Regions from separate parts of the Mus musculus genome. Here all the other regions are linked to region 3. Evidence: chromatin contacts called from public Hi-C and HiChIP or PLAC-seq data. All regions are on one chromosome and are shown on one strand. Each heading gives the region's core, a stretch centred on a gene start, on an enhancer-like site or on the middle of the called end of the contact. The rest is flanking DNA. Distances are from core to core; before and after follow the strand shown.

Region 1 (3,626 bases), core at 196-2,695, 480 kb after region 3:
TAGGGAGATAACCCTGGGCAGGGCGAGCACAGAAGGGAAGGGCCAAAGGACCAGAGAGAGGCCTTTTCCTCTTTCTGGGTTGTCTAAGTTAGTGTTAATATTGTTGTGATAAAATTCTATGACCAAAAGCAACTTGGAAAGAGATATATTTATTTGGCTTCACTGTTAATCACTGAAGAAAGTCAGGACAGAAACTCAAAACTTGGAGGCAGGAGCTGATGCAGAGGCCATGGAGGGGTGCTGCTTACTGGCTTGCTCCTCAATGCTTGCTCAGCCTGCTTTCCTATAGAACCCAGGACCACCAGCCCAAGATGGCACTACACACAATGGCCTGGGCCCTACCCCATCAGGTGCTAATTAAGAAAATGGCTTACAGGCTTGGCTGCAGCCTGATCTTAGGGAGACATTTTCTCAACTGAGACTCCCTTCTCTCTGATGACTCTAGCTTGGATCAAGTTGACATAACACTAGCCAACACACGGGTATAAGTGGCCATCTGCCTTCATGCAATGGCTGTTGGTTGGGTTTCTCTCAACCGTCCCCACATTCCTGAACACAGTCTTGCTCATGAAGCAGGAAGAAATTCCATTCTGTTTGGTTTATATTCCCAGCTAAAATTACAGGAGACCCTAGAGCTTCTGAGTGTCTCCCTACTGGAGAGGGAGGACTCCAAACTGAAGAGGGAGGACTCCAACTGAAGAGGGAGGAAGGATTCACAAGGTCCAGGCCTCAAGCAGCTAGAGAAGCTGGCTCAGTTCCCTAAAGACCCACACAATGGCCCTTGCAGCTCAGAAGGGAAAACATTGCCTTCCCTCCCACTCACTGGCTCTCTCTGATCCCTAGATTTTTCTGTCTTCTTTTTTTTTCTTTTCTTTTTTTTTTTTTTTAACTGAGTCATGCAAAGGAAATTTCAAGCAGAGGCAGGGCAGAGGTGGGACACTACAGAGCCGGGCCAGCAGTCTCCTCAAGCAACGCAAACCTTATGGCCTTGCAATGTGGCCCACATGCCTTCTCAGTGAAAAAAAAGAAATAAGCCACTTGAAGGGGCAGGATGGGCAATCCTAAGATCACCCCTAGGCGGGGTGACAGAATTGCAAATAAAGAACCTGTTAGGTCTCCAAAGAAAGGTAGGGTGGCACATAATCTCAACCATTTGGGGGAGCGTAGGCAGGAGGATTATAGCAAATGTGAGCCCCAAACCATCCCGAACTACAGAGTGAAGCACCCTATCCTAAAAAAGAAAAAGAAAAACAGAGTTTCCTTCCATAATATGAATTTTTCCAACCAAGTGCTCTCGATTTTAGAGACTTGCCACACATGTGAATAAAAACAAACCAAACTGGGAATGAACAGTCAAGTTCCTGGTTTATCGTGGGTGGGTGTGAGCCCTCAGGAAGTCTTGCTCGTTCACATTTACAGAACTCAGCCTGCCTGCATAATGGATGGATTATGTTTGCAATGCTGGCCCTTTTCCTAATGGAGAAAAGGGAAGAAGAGGGAAGGGAAGACAGCCCAACACTCACAAACACCCTCAGCATCTGGACCTCCGAACAACTCCTGGGCTGTGTCTTGGGGGGGGCACACAATCTTGGACTAACACTAAGCAGAATTTCAGTAGGATCATTACAAGTAGGGGGGCCCACTCTCTGCTAAGGACACTGCAGAAAGCCCCAGAGGTCTGGCCACAGAGCTCAGAGGTGCAGATGGCACAGAACAAAGAAGAAACTTGACCCTCACTGTGACAAAATACCTTATTCTAAAAGTATTTGAGCCAGATTTGGTGGCATACATCTATAATTCCAAGCACTCAGGAGGCTGAGGCAGGAGGATTGCCACAAATATGAAGCCAACCTGAGCTACTTAACAAGACTCTGTCTCAAAACAAAGGAAGAATGTATTCAGTAACTAAAAATCTGATTTGAATGTTTTTGTTTTTTCTTTCCTTTGTGTGATGGACGATCCTGGCAGGAGTGAAGACATTCCAAAAGGACCCTAGTGCTCCTCCCTTTGGGCTATCTCAGTTGGCTATCAAACAATGGACCTCAGAAATTGGAACTTCCCCAGGAATTCTGGGAGTAGGACAAGACTGACACCTGACGCCAGCCACGAAAGAAGCTTGTCTCCCAGGAAGAGATCTCATGGCGTTCTGAGGACTTGTTAGACCACCATGCAGAAGAGCTAAAACAATGTCAGGTCTGTCATGGGAGCAGCCAGGCCGAGACCTGACCGTCTCGCTATGCATACCTCTTGTTCTCTATTTAAACATAAACCATGTATCAGAAGCCCCTGAAGATGAAGGTGGTTGGGAAGGGTCACTGGACCACTTTGTTCTTCCTACAATTCTTCCTCTCTCTTTTCCTTGTTTTGTTTAATTGGCCTATTGAGGGAGGACTGAGGCTAAGCCTAGTATGTAAGTGATGCCAGGCCATAGACTCTGACTCCAATAATTCCAGTGACTTTATTGCCTAGTCAGGGCCTACTAAGACAGAATCAGAGACCAGGATGCAAAGATGAGGGTGGAGGGTAGTATCTTCTGCAATCTTCTAGAATACTGGTTCTCAACCTGTGGGTTGCAACCAACCCCTTTGGGGGGTGGGGGTCAAAATGATATTTTCACAGGGGTCACCTAAGACCATCCTGAATATCAGATATTCTCATTAGGATTCATAACAGTAGAAAATACCATAATAAGTAACAATTAAAATAATTTTATGCTTGGGGACCACTACAACATAAGGAACTGTATTAAGGGGATAACAGAATTAGGAAGGATGAGGATCACTGCTCTGGAGACAGACAGCTTTTCACAACACAACTCTCAGCCCTCTGAGATCACAAGCCCCTTCATCCTTCCCTAACGTATCTTAGAATCACTGAACCATCTTTGGTGGGGCATACTTCATTCCTTGGGTACGGAAGGATTGGGGAGCAAAGTCAGTAGCTAGTAGTTTACTGCTTCACAATATAGCCATAGAACTTTCTGGAAGATAGGAAGGAAGCCCTATTCTCAGGGTGGAAGTGGAGATGGGGCTGAAAGCTATTGCAGGCCTTCGATCAAAACTGTCTTTCTGTTCCATATCACACGGTCTTAGGAACACATGGAGCTTTTACTCCTGGGCTTTTGTGTTTCTAAGGAATTGGCAGCCTTTGCTGAGACCTTTACAATCCATCTTCTTCCAGCCAGACATGGAGAACTAAGCCTGTAATCCTGGCAACCCAGCAGACAAGGAAGGAGGGTGGCTTCAGCCAGGAGTTCCAAACAAGCCTGCAGTATACAGAGAGATCCTATCTTAAAACTCATATACACAAAGGTCACAGACTGTCGTTTTCAAAGGAGCTCCAAATTCCTGACTCATCCATCATCTCTTCTCATCCTGGGCCCCTCTGTCTTCCAGTGGAAGGTTTAAGTTTCAAAGGGCTCATCCAGTGTTCGTCCCCAACAACCCCCAGAACAGCAGTTCGCACACTCTTTGGCTGAGACCCACACGACAGACCACATCTTCCATTATATGCCCAACCTCCTCACACAGCACTGACAGGATTAGATTCCCCCCCACCCCCGCCCCACTCATCCCCACCATCAAACACAAGCACAGCTATTCTCCCATTTTAGCTCACGTCCTGAA
Region 2 (4,022 bases), core at 1,216-3,715, 400 kb after region 3:
GAAATTTTACCCACCAAAATGTGAGCTTAACAACCTCTTTTCTTTGCAAAGTGCCCTGCCTAAGGTCCTTTGTTACGGTAACAGAAAACTAATTATGCCAAAAGCATTCTATGAACAGGAGAGGAAAAAACCTAAAATAAGCAGACAGCAGAGGTTTCTACTTCAAAAGCGGTGCAGAACACTCCTACCTGGGGGTAAGGGGAGGCGAGTAAGAAAAAAGAGGCAGCTGGTGCAGAAGCCCCATGAGCGGCTCAGCACAAGCATCCATCTGGGCTTTCAAGCAGCTTCACTTTTTCAACAGTTCTCACCTTCCTTTTTAGCTGAGATGTCAGAAGCCAAAAGAGTCTCGAAAAATACGTGCATGCATTTCCATAAGAGATAAAGAGCTAAGCTCACAGAAGGTAGGAGCTGTTGCTTCTGCTCTAGCCCTGTGTACTATGTGTGAGAGGAAAACCCGTTGACATGTTTTCTGCCTTCAGCTAAATGACAGCACAGAGCAGCCATGTGCATCCCAGCTCACAAACACACAAACAGAAGTATAAGCCAGACACAGCATTTGCTACGAGAGAGAGCAGGTGTCCTTCCTGAGCGCCTCGCTCCCATCCTAGACTCCTCGTTGGCTCGAGTAATGAACCAATGGTGGGTGGGACACACTTAATTTACAGGAGACTCAAAAGTTGCTGTGTGTGTGGCAAAACAAAAACAAAAATCAAAACACTCCAGGGAGCATATCAGTTCTTCACGAGTGTTTCACGGTAAGCTGCTGGCATGGAAATATCTGAATTATTTTAATAACTGAGTTAAAACTCTAACCCACTGTGAATCCAAAAAGTAACTGACTTCAACAATAACCATTTAAGCATCTTTTATAACATTTATTTGGCATGAAAGGTGTGTGTGTGTGTGTGTGTGTGTGTGGTATGTGTGTATGTGTGTGTTTGTGTGTAGGTACCACATGAGATATAGAGGGTTAGGGGACAATTTATGTGAGCCAGTTAGTTCATCCTTTCACCATGGAACCAGGATCGAACTCACATCAACAGGCTTGGCAGCAAGTGTTTTTACCTGCTGAGCCCTCTCATCAAGCCCAGTCCATGTTTTCATGATGTCATCCAGAGCAAGCTCATGCTGTCTGCTGCTACTTTGGAAAGTGAGGGGAATGTCAGACTGGTAAAACACATTCTTTTTCGGGGAATAGGGTTATTTTGGGTTTGGTTTTTTTGTTTTTTGAGAAAGGGTTTCTTCTATGCAGCTCTGGCTGTCCTGGAACTTGCTCTGTAGACCAGGCTGGCCTCCAACTCAGAGATCCAGCTACCTCTGCTTCCCAAGGGCTGGGATTAAAAGCCTATGCCACCACCACCCTGAAGTAAAATACTTTCTTTTCCATATAAATTCCTCTTAGAGCTGTTTTCTTTAAAGTAACTGCATTTTCTCACCAGATTTATCAATGTTTGTCTTCATAGAGAAATTCACAGAATCATTTTGTTTAGTAGTAAAGAGTACTGCTGTAATATACCAAACTTAACAGCCAGTCCTTAAAAGTATCACACTCATGAAAAGATCATGAAGCATGCCAAAACCATATCACATAGCCACTGCGCTGCTCTGACTTTGCTTGTCAATATAGAAAATAAACATTTTTTAAAATGAAGAAAAATATTATATTTAGGTAAAGCCAAAAATTCAGATTTGAAAATTAAAGTTTCATTTGTTTCAAACAGATATATTGGCGGGCTGTTCTTTTGTTTGTTGTTGAGACAGGTCTTGCTGTTGTATCAGGCTGGCCTTGAACTTGAAACACCTACCTCCATCTGCAGAATACTGTGACTGCCACAAGCTTGTGGCCAGTCTGAGCTACAGTGTTTTGGGGGTGTCAGGAAGAGTGCCTCCTATATATTAGGTACTAGGGACTGAGGAACAAACCTGGTGACAACCAAAGAGCTTAAGGGTAAAGGAGACAGCACGAGCAGGCATGGCCTGTAGCCTACTCCTCTTACCTTCTCATGACACACACATTTAATTCAGCTCTCTGCACTAAAGAGTATGCTTGATCACACCCTGCTCAGTCACCCGCTCTGTTTTTCTCTAGAACTCGCTCAAGCCATGGGCTTTAATATCACCCATTTTCAACACTGACAAACATTCCCTAAAATCCCTCAGGGCCCTCAAGCTACTTCCTATTCAGCAGTTCTTCAAAGTAACACTTCCCTGAGAACATATCCACTCTCTCACTCCTGAGCAATCTGGACAGTCCATGTGAGCCTACGGAGGGAGTTTCATAATCAGGCATAATAGAGCTAGTCAGGAAGGAAGCCTTCATGGAAAGGATTGGAAGTGCAAGCCTCTGTCCTATTCTGAAATAGGCTGAACATGTAGGAAAGTAACAGTCTTCTGGGCCGGGCTATACAGTTTCAGCTTTATCAGGAATCGAGCCGTCAGACAGTTCTGCAAGACACAGATAGCACTTGAGTCATACAAAGATAACTGCTATCAGTATGGAGTGCTGCTTGCACAGAAAAGCAAGGTCATAAGACCAGTTACAGAGATGCCTCAGAGGAGAAAGCTACACGGTCTGAATTTAGGCAAGGGAAACGAAAAGAAAGACAAAGGGCCCAGCCAAGACTCACCTAGATGACACCAAGAGCCTGGTAACTAGCCCATGGCTCCCTTTTCATGAGATCACGAACAACAAAGCCAATCTGTGCGTGATAAGGGCAGGGTTTTCTTTTTTAAAGGGTAAGATAAACAGTTCTTTGGGGATAGATTGAGTGTATGTAGCTTGAGGTCACCCCTATGGAGACGTGTGCCTGCCATTGAAGGGGAGAATGCAGGTCACAGGCAGGGAAATGTCAGGGACTAAGTAGCCAATGCTATACCAAAGCTGCCTAGCTACAGATGGGCAGCTACATGATGTTACACTGAAAATACTATTCTGTACTAAGTGCTCTCAGGAAGGAAAAACAAACAAACAAACAAAACAAACAAACAAACAAAACAGAAAACAAAAATAGGGCTAGAGAGATGGCTCAGCAGTTAAGAGCACTGACTGCTCTTCCTGAGGTTCTCAGTTCAATTTCCAGCAACCACATGGTAGCTCACAATCATTTGTAATGGGATCCAATGCCCTCTTACTGGTGTGTCTAAAGACAATATACTCATCAACTACACATCAAATAATATATAAATCTTTAAAAACAAACAAAAACAACAACAAAATACATCCAAATCCAAAATTAAATTGGTAATATCCGCACACTTGAATGAGGTGGAAATTTCTGGTTTCTTTGAAGACTCAATTGTGTCATGTCATGTTTTTCTGTAAACTCTCCTATGAAAGGACGTTTTGCTGAGAAGAGCTAAGTGGTGTTTTTCTAGAAGCAGCCTGGAAAAAGGGCACTTGATGTTCTGTTAGAGCAGGCACTTGAGAGAACACGTTTGGAAAGGGTATAAATATTTCACAACAGACAGTGGACAGCACTGTGTGGTATTGGTTCACCTTGGCACTCTTTGTTGGTCATCATTTCTCATAACTTCATAGAGAGAAATGCACCAAAGAACTTCTGGTGGTATTCTGGCAGCTTCTTGTAGATTGGATTCACCCCAAAGAACTATTTCTAAACAGGTCCACATCCTCCTTTGCCCTATTAACCTTTCCTTTCCACTACCTCTGGTGGGTGGTGGGCTAGAAGGGAAGTTAAAGCATTTAAGTACACTTATTTAAAATGGTTTTGAAAAATATAAGCCTACACCTGAACTCCTAGGAATTTAATAAACAAATAAATAAGTACTGAAGAAAATGGAGGGTCTCAACGCAGCACATGGGAGCCTAAGGCAGAAGAATGTTGATTTCAAAGTTCAATGCCAGCTCAACTATATAGCGAGACAAAAAAGGAAAAGGGGCGGGAGGCAGAAGGAAGAAAAGAGGGGCGGAGCTAGGAGTGGGTGGAGGGATGAGGAAAGGCAAGGAAAGGAAGAAGGTGAGAAGGGGGAGGGAAAGAGGGAGGGAGGAAAGGAGGGAGGGA
Region 3 (3,917 bases), core at 848-3,347:
ATGTCACATATCTCGCCCATCAGCCCCGCCCCGAAAGCCGGACGGCGGGAAAAGTGACATCACAGACCCCTCTCTGGATCGGAGCCCTATAAGGACCGAAAGCCTGCGAGTAGGTCACGTCAGAGATCCGACCTGTACACTTTACGCATATTCCACGGGTAAAACCAGACAATCAGTTGACCTATTTTGTACTTGATATCAACTTTGGGCTGTTATAAACTCAAGTTTTGGGGAATATCCACCGTTATAGACACTAGGGAATATATAGGTTCGTTTAAGGATGGAGTAAATTACAGCCATTTTACTTGAAATCGTGTGTGGCTCTGAAAAGAGCCTTTGGTTAATTCCGTAGAACTGTACGGAACTGTACAATTACGCCCTCTCCCCGCGGATGCGGCGGGCCAGTTGGATGTCCTTGGGCATGATGGTGACACGCTTGGCGTGGATGGCGCACAGGTTGGTGTCCTCAAACAGACCCACAAGGTAGGCCTCACAGGCCTCCTGCAGAGCCATGACGGCCGAGCTCTGGAAGCGCAGGTCGGTCTTGAAGTCCTGCGCGATCTCGCGCACCAGGCGCTGGAACGGCAGCTTGCGGATCAGCAGCTCGGTCGACTTCTGGTAGCGCCGGATCTCGCGCAGCGCCACGGTGCCGGGACGGTAGCGGTGAGGCTTCTTCACGCCGCCGGTGGCCGGGGCGCTCTTGCGGGCGGCTTTGGTGGCTAGCTGCTTGCGCGGGGCCTTGCCGCCGGTGGACTTGCGAGCGGTCTGCTTAGTACGAGCCATAGCAAAAACTAGAAAGCAAGCTGGTGAGCACTTGGAGATGGTGAGTTCAGAACTACTATTTATAGTATGCAAAGGATAGTGATTGGATGAAAATACTGGTTATCTGTGACGTTTAAGACTCTGATTGGTTTATGTTTAAGAACTGCAGTTGAGGCTAAGGTAGTCTGCCGCGGTACTTATTTTTGTATGTGTGTGTTTTAAAGTAAATGGAATAAAATTCCAGTGACTGTTATCTTCTACAGCACATCTGCTTCCAAACACATTGCAGCTTGGACTTAGTGGCATTGAAGAATAGAGAACAATCTTGTTATCTTCATTATTGAAATGTAACAATGTGACTTCTACATTGAAGGAGAGTAGGCCAGATTCTACCTTTTGATTGGTTTACTGCCTTTCGTAAATAGCCACTAAAACAGCAGATTTAGAACTCTTCATTTGCGTGGAAAGTCTCCATTTTGTTGCAACCCACACTGTAAAGAAATGGAGAGAAACATGGGAGTAAAAGTACAGACGTCTGACTCGGGTTATTCTGAGCATTTCTTCATTAAATGGCTGTACTTGTATGGATGCTTTGAGTTCTTGCATTTGGAGCTTGAATTTTCAAAATACTTTCACGCATTTTTGGCCAGATATCACTGATACGTTCGAAAACAATTTTTTAACTATAAACTATAGAAATCGTCATACCATGTTAGGATTGCACTTTTAAATTCTTTAAAAAAAAAAATGGGCAAGACTTTCCCAGAGCTATTGTGTACTTGCATATCCTGGGAAAAGTCGTGTCCTGCCTTTTCTCTTTTTATTTGAGCCACTACTGGCTCACAATATGAAATCACTGTCGCAAGCTGACACTCCTTAAAAGAACACTAAGCCTCTTGCATAACTAAAATATAAAGTAACGATACATTGCTCCCATTACTGCCAAGAATCAATACTGAAACCCGCAGAGAAGGCCCACAAGCTGGCTTTCTGGGTTTTAATTGACTAATTTACAGCCACCTTTCACTAGTTGAGCTCCTTTTTGATAGGCATCTACCACTTTCTGATGATAAAACAGGAGAGTACAAGGAGAATCTGCTGTGGTTGAAATTCCACCTCAAGCAGCCAGCCGGAGAAGTTTTGAGGCCGCCTCCTCTACCTGCAAAAACACGAAGCTAGGTCGGTGGAATCGCAAAGGAGTTAGTTTCTGAAATCTTGCAGGCAGACAGGCGCACGGGAGGCGGGGCCTTAGGGTCCAGGGGGCGGGCGTTAGCATTCACCAATCACAGCACAGCACTGCTCTATAAATACTCCGTGCAGGGGCCTTGTCTTTCTACTTCTTTTCTTCGTCTTGGGTATAGCTGTTGTTTATTCATCAGCAACCATGTCGGAGACGGCGCCAGTCGCTCAGGCTGCTTCTACTGCCACGGAGAAACCTGCTGCTGCAAAGAAGACCAAGAAGCCGGCAAAAGCTGCCGCTCCTCGGAAGAAGCCCGCGGGACCTTCGGTGTCGGAGCTCATCGTGCAGGCAGTTTCTTCTTCCAAAGAGCGCAGTGGCGTGTCCTTGGCCGCGCTCAAGAAGTCGCTGGCTGCGGCGGGATACGATGTGGAGAAGAACAACAGCCGCATCAAACTGGGGCTGAAAAGCCTGGTGAATAAAGGCACACTGGTGCAGACCAAGGGCACCGGCGCTGCTGGCTCTTTTAAGCTGAACAAGAAGGCTGAGTCCAAGGCCATCACCACCAAGGTGTCAGTGAAGGCGAAAGCATCCGGGGCTGCTAAGAAACCTAAGAAGACTGCTGGGGCTGCAGCTAAGAAGACTGTCAAGACTCCGAAGAAGCCCAAGAAGCCTGCAGTTTCCAAGAAGACTTCCAAGAGCCCCAAGAAGCCGAAGGTGGTGAAGGCCAAGAAGGTAGCCAAAAGCCCTGCCAAGGCGAAGGCAGTGAAGCCTAAGGCTTCCAAGGCGAAAGTGACAAAGCCAAAGACCCCAGCTAAGCCCAAGAAGGCAGCGCCCAAGAAAAAGTGAACAGTTGGAGGCTTCTTCTATAAATAACCCAACGGCTCTTTTCAGAGCCACCAACATAACTCAAAGAGCCTGACACTTGTTTCACACTATAACAACTGCATTTGGGTACAAGCCTGGTGGGATTTAGGCATTATTAATTTCCCCCAGTAAACTGACAATTTGGGTCAGTCTAGTTTCTAGTTTTATTTCCCTGAGATTCTGGGAAAACAGCCTTGTTAGCCCTGGGAGGCGCTACCCTCTCCAGGTGTGGTGGATAAGCTCTCTATGGTATGGTAGTGCAATGGCCTGGGTGCCTCAACCAGATAAGGTCCTATTTTGCCAATGAGGATGAGAACTCAGGTGCTTGATCAGTAAGAGTGGGCTGCAGCAAGGGTTCACATGCAATAGAGTTTTTTTTGTTTTGTTTTTTTAGGGGGGGGGGGGGGGCCCGAGACCGGTTTCTCAGTGTAGCCCTGACTGTCCTTGAACTCACTCTAGACCAGGCTGGCCTTGAACTAAGAAATCCGCCTGCCTCTGCAGTGCTGGAATTAAAGGCGAACGCCACCACGCCCGGCTGCAATAGAGTTTTTTTAATTCAAGCCCACCAAGACTGTTCCTTACAGGAATGCTAGGTGCTTGGAGGCTTGGTTTTGTGAGGAAGTGGTTATCTCCCATGTACTGCAATGTTCACAGGCAGCTCTTGAAGCCTTTATTGATTTTTGCTAAGTAGCCACTTTTGTCCCTGCATTGATCCTCCTTCCTCCAAAGAGCTAGAGTTAACGCCCCACACCGTGATTTGCTGGGCTCCCTTATTCTGAGCTCAGTTTTTAAATTATTGGGGGTGGGGGGATTGTCTGGAAGTTGAGGGGCAACTTGAAATTGGTTCTCTTCCACTACTTGAGTCCAGGAGACTAGTTAAAGTCATCAGGCTTGGCGGCAAGTTCCTCTTACTCTGAGTGTCTTCTGGCCCTGAATTTAACTTTGTTGTCCTCTTTCAACAAAAAATTAGAAAACCAAGTGTCTGAGGCATTGGCCTGTTATCTCAAGTACACAGGAGGCCAAAGTAGTTTGGATCCTGAATTCAGGCTAGTCTGGGCTATAGAGTCAGAGGCTGTCTTAAACAATTATTTGGTTGGTTGTGGGTGTTTTG

The links. A called contact is a pair of places that touch in the nucleus more often than the background predicts. HiChIP or PLAC-seq counts read pairs in DNA pulled down with a chosen protein or histone mark.
Region 1: a contact with region 3 is called in an H3K27ac HiChIP or PLAC-seq map of extraembryonic endoderm stem cells, with 7 times the contacts expected there. The contact joins the enhancer-like site here to the promoter of H1f1 in region 3. A contact is called at or near these places in 3 of 39 promoter capture datasets (cranial neural crest, frontonasal cranial neural crest and second pharyngeal arch cranial neural crest), 5 of 115 datasets of contacts at active chromatin or transcription factors (embryonic basal ganglia, epiblast stem cells, extraembryonic endoderm stem cells and 2 more) and 1 of 9 other capture datasets (adipose tissue).
Region 2: a contact with region 3 is called in a Hi-C map of the G1E-ER4 cell line, with 4 times the contacts expected there. The contact joins the enhancer-like site here to the promoter of H1f1 in region 3. A contact is called at or near these places in 5 of 39 promoter capture datasets (cranial neural crest, erythroid cells, fetal liver and 2 more), 3 of 484 Hi-C or Micro-C datasets (all in the G1E-ER4 cell line), 2 of 115 datasets of contacts at active chromatin or transcription factors (embryonic midbrain and embryonic stem cells) and 1 of 9 other capture datasets (embryonic stem cells).

What each region holds. Positions count from the first base shown.
Region 1 is chr13:24,246,751-24,250,376 of GRCm38.p6, forward strand. All of the region lies in intron 2 of Carmil1 (capping protein regulator and myosin 1 linker 1), which reads right to left. Among named protein-coding and RNA genes, the nearest start is that of Carmil1, 32 kb to the right of the region's middle. Within about 2 kb of position 1,446, at least 33 of the 459 cell types and tissues checked have an H3K27ac peak or open chromatin away from gene starts, as enhancers often do. A contact at or near this core is called in extraembryonic endoderm stem cells, where this site is marked.
Region 2 is chr13:24,157,381-24,161,402 of GRCm38.p6, forward strand. The region is part of intron 5 of Carmil1 (capping protein regulator and myosin 1 linker 1); the gene reads right to left. Among named protein-coding and RNA genes, the nearest start is that of Gm33573, 20 kb to the right of the region's middle. Within about 2 kb of position 2,466, at least 33 of the 459 cell types and tissues checked have an H3K27ac peak or open chromatin away from gene starts, as enhancers often do. A contact at or near this core is called in the G1E-ER4 cell line, erythroid cells and fetal liver, where this site is marked.
Region 3 is chr13:23,761,571-23,765,487 of GRCm38.p6, forward strand. It overlaps H1f1 (H1.1 linker histone, cluster member), which reads left to right and starts at 2,098. Exons shown (of 1, transcript NM_030609.3): 1 at 2,098-2,842. The coding sequence starts at 2,147. The coding sequence ends at 2,788. It overlaps H3c1 (H3 clustered histone 1), which reads right to left and starts at 816. Exons shown (of 1, transcript NM_013550.5): 1 at 315-816. The coding sequence starts at 783. The coding sequence ends at 373.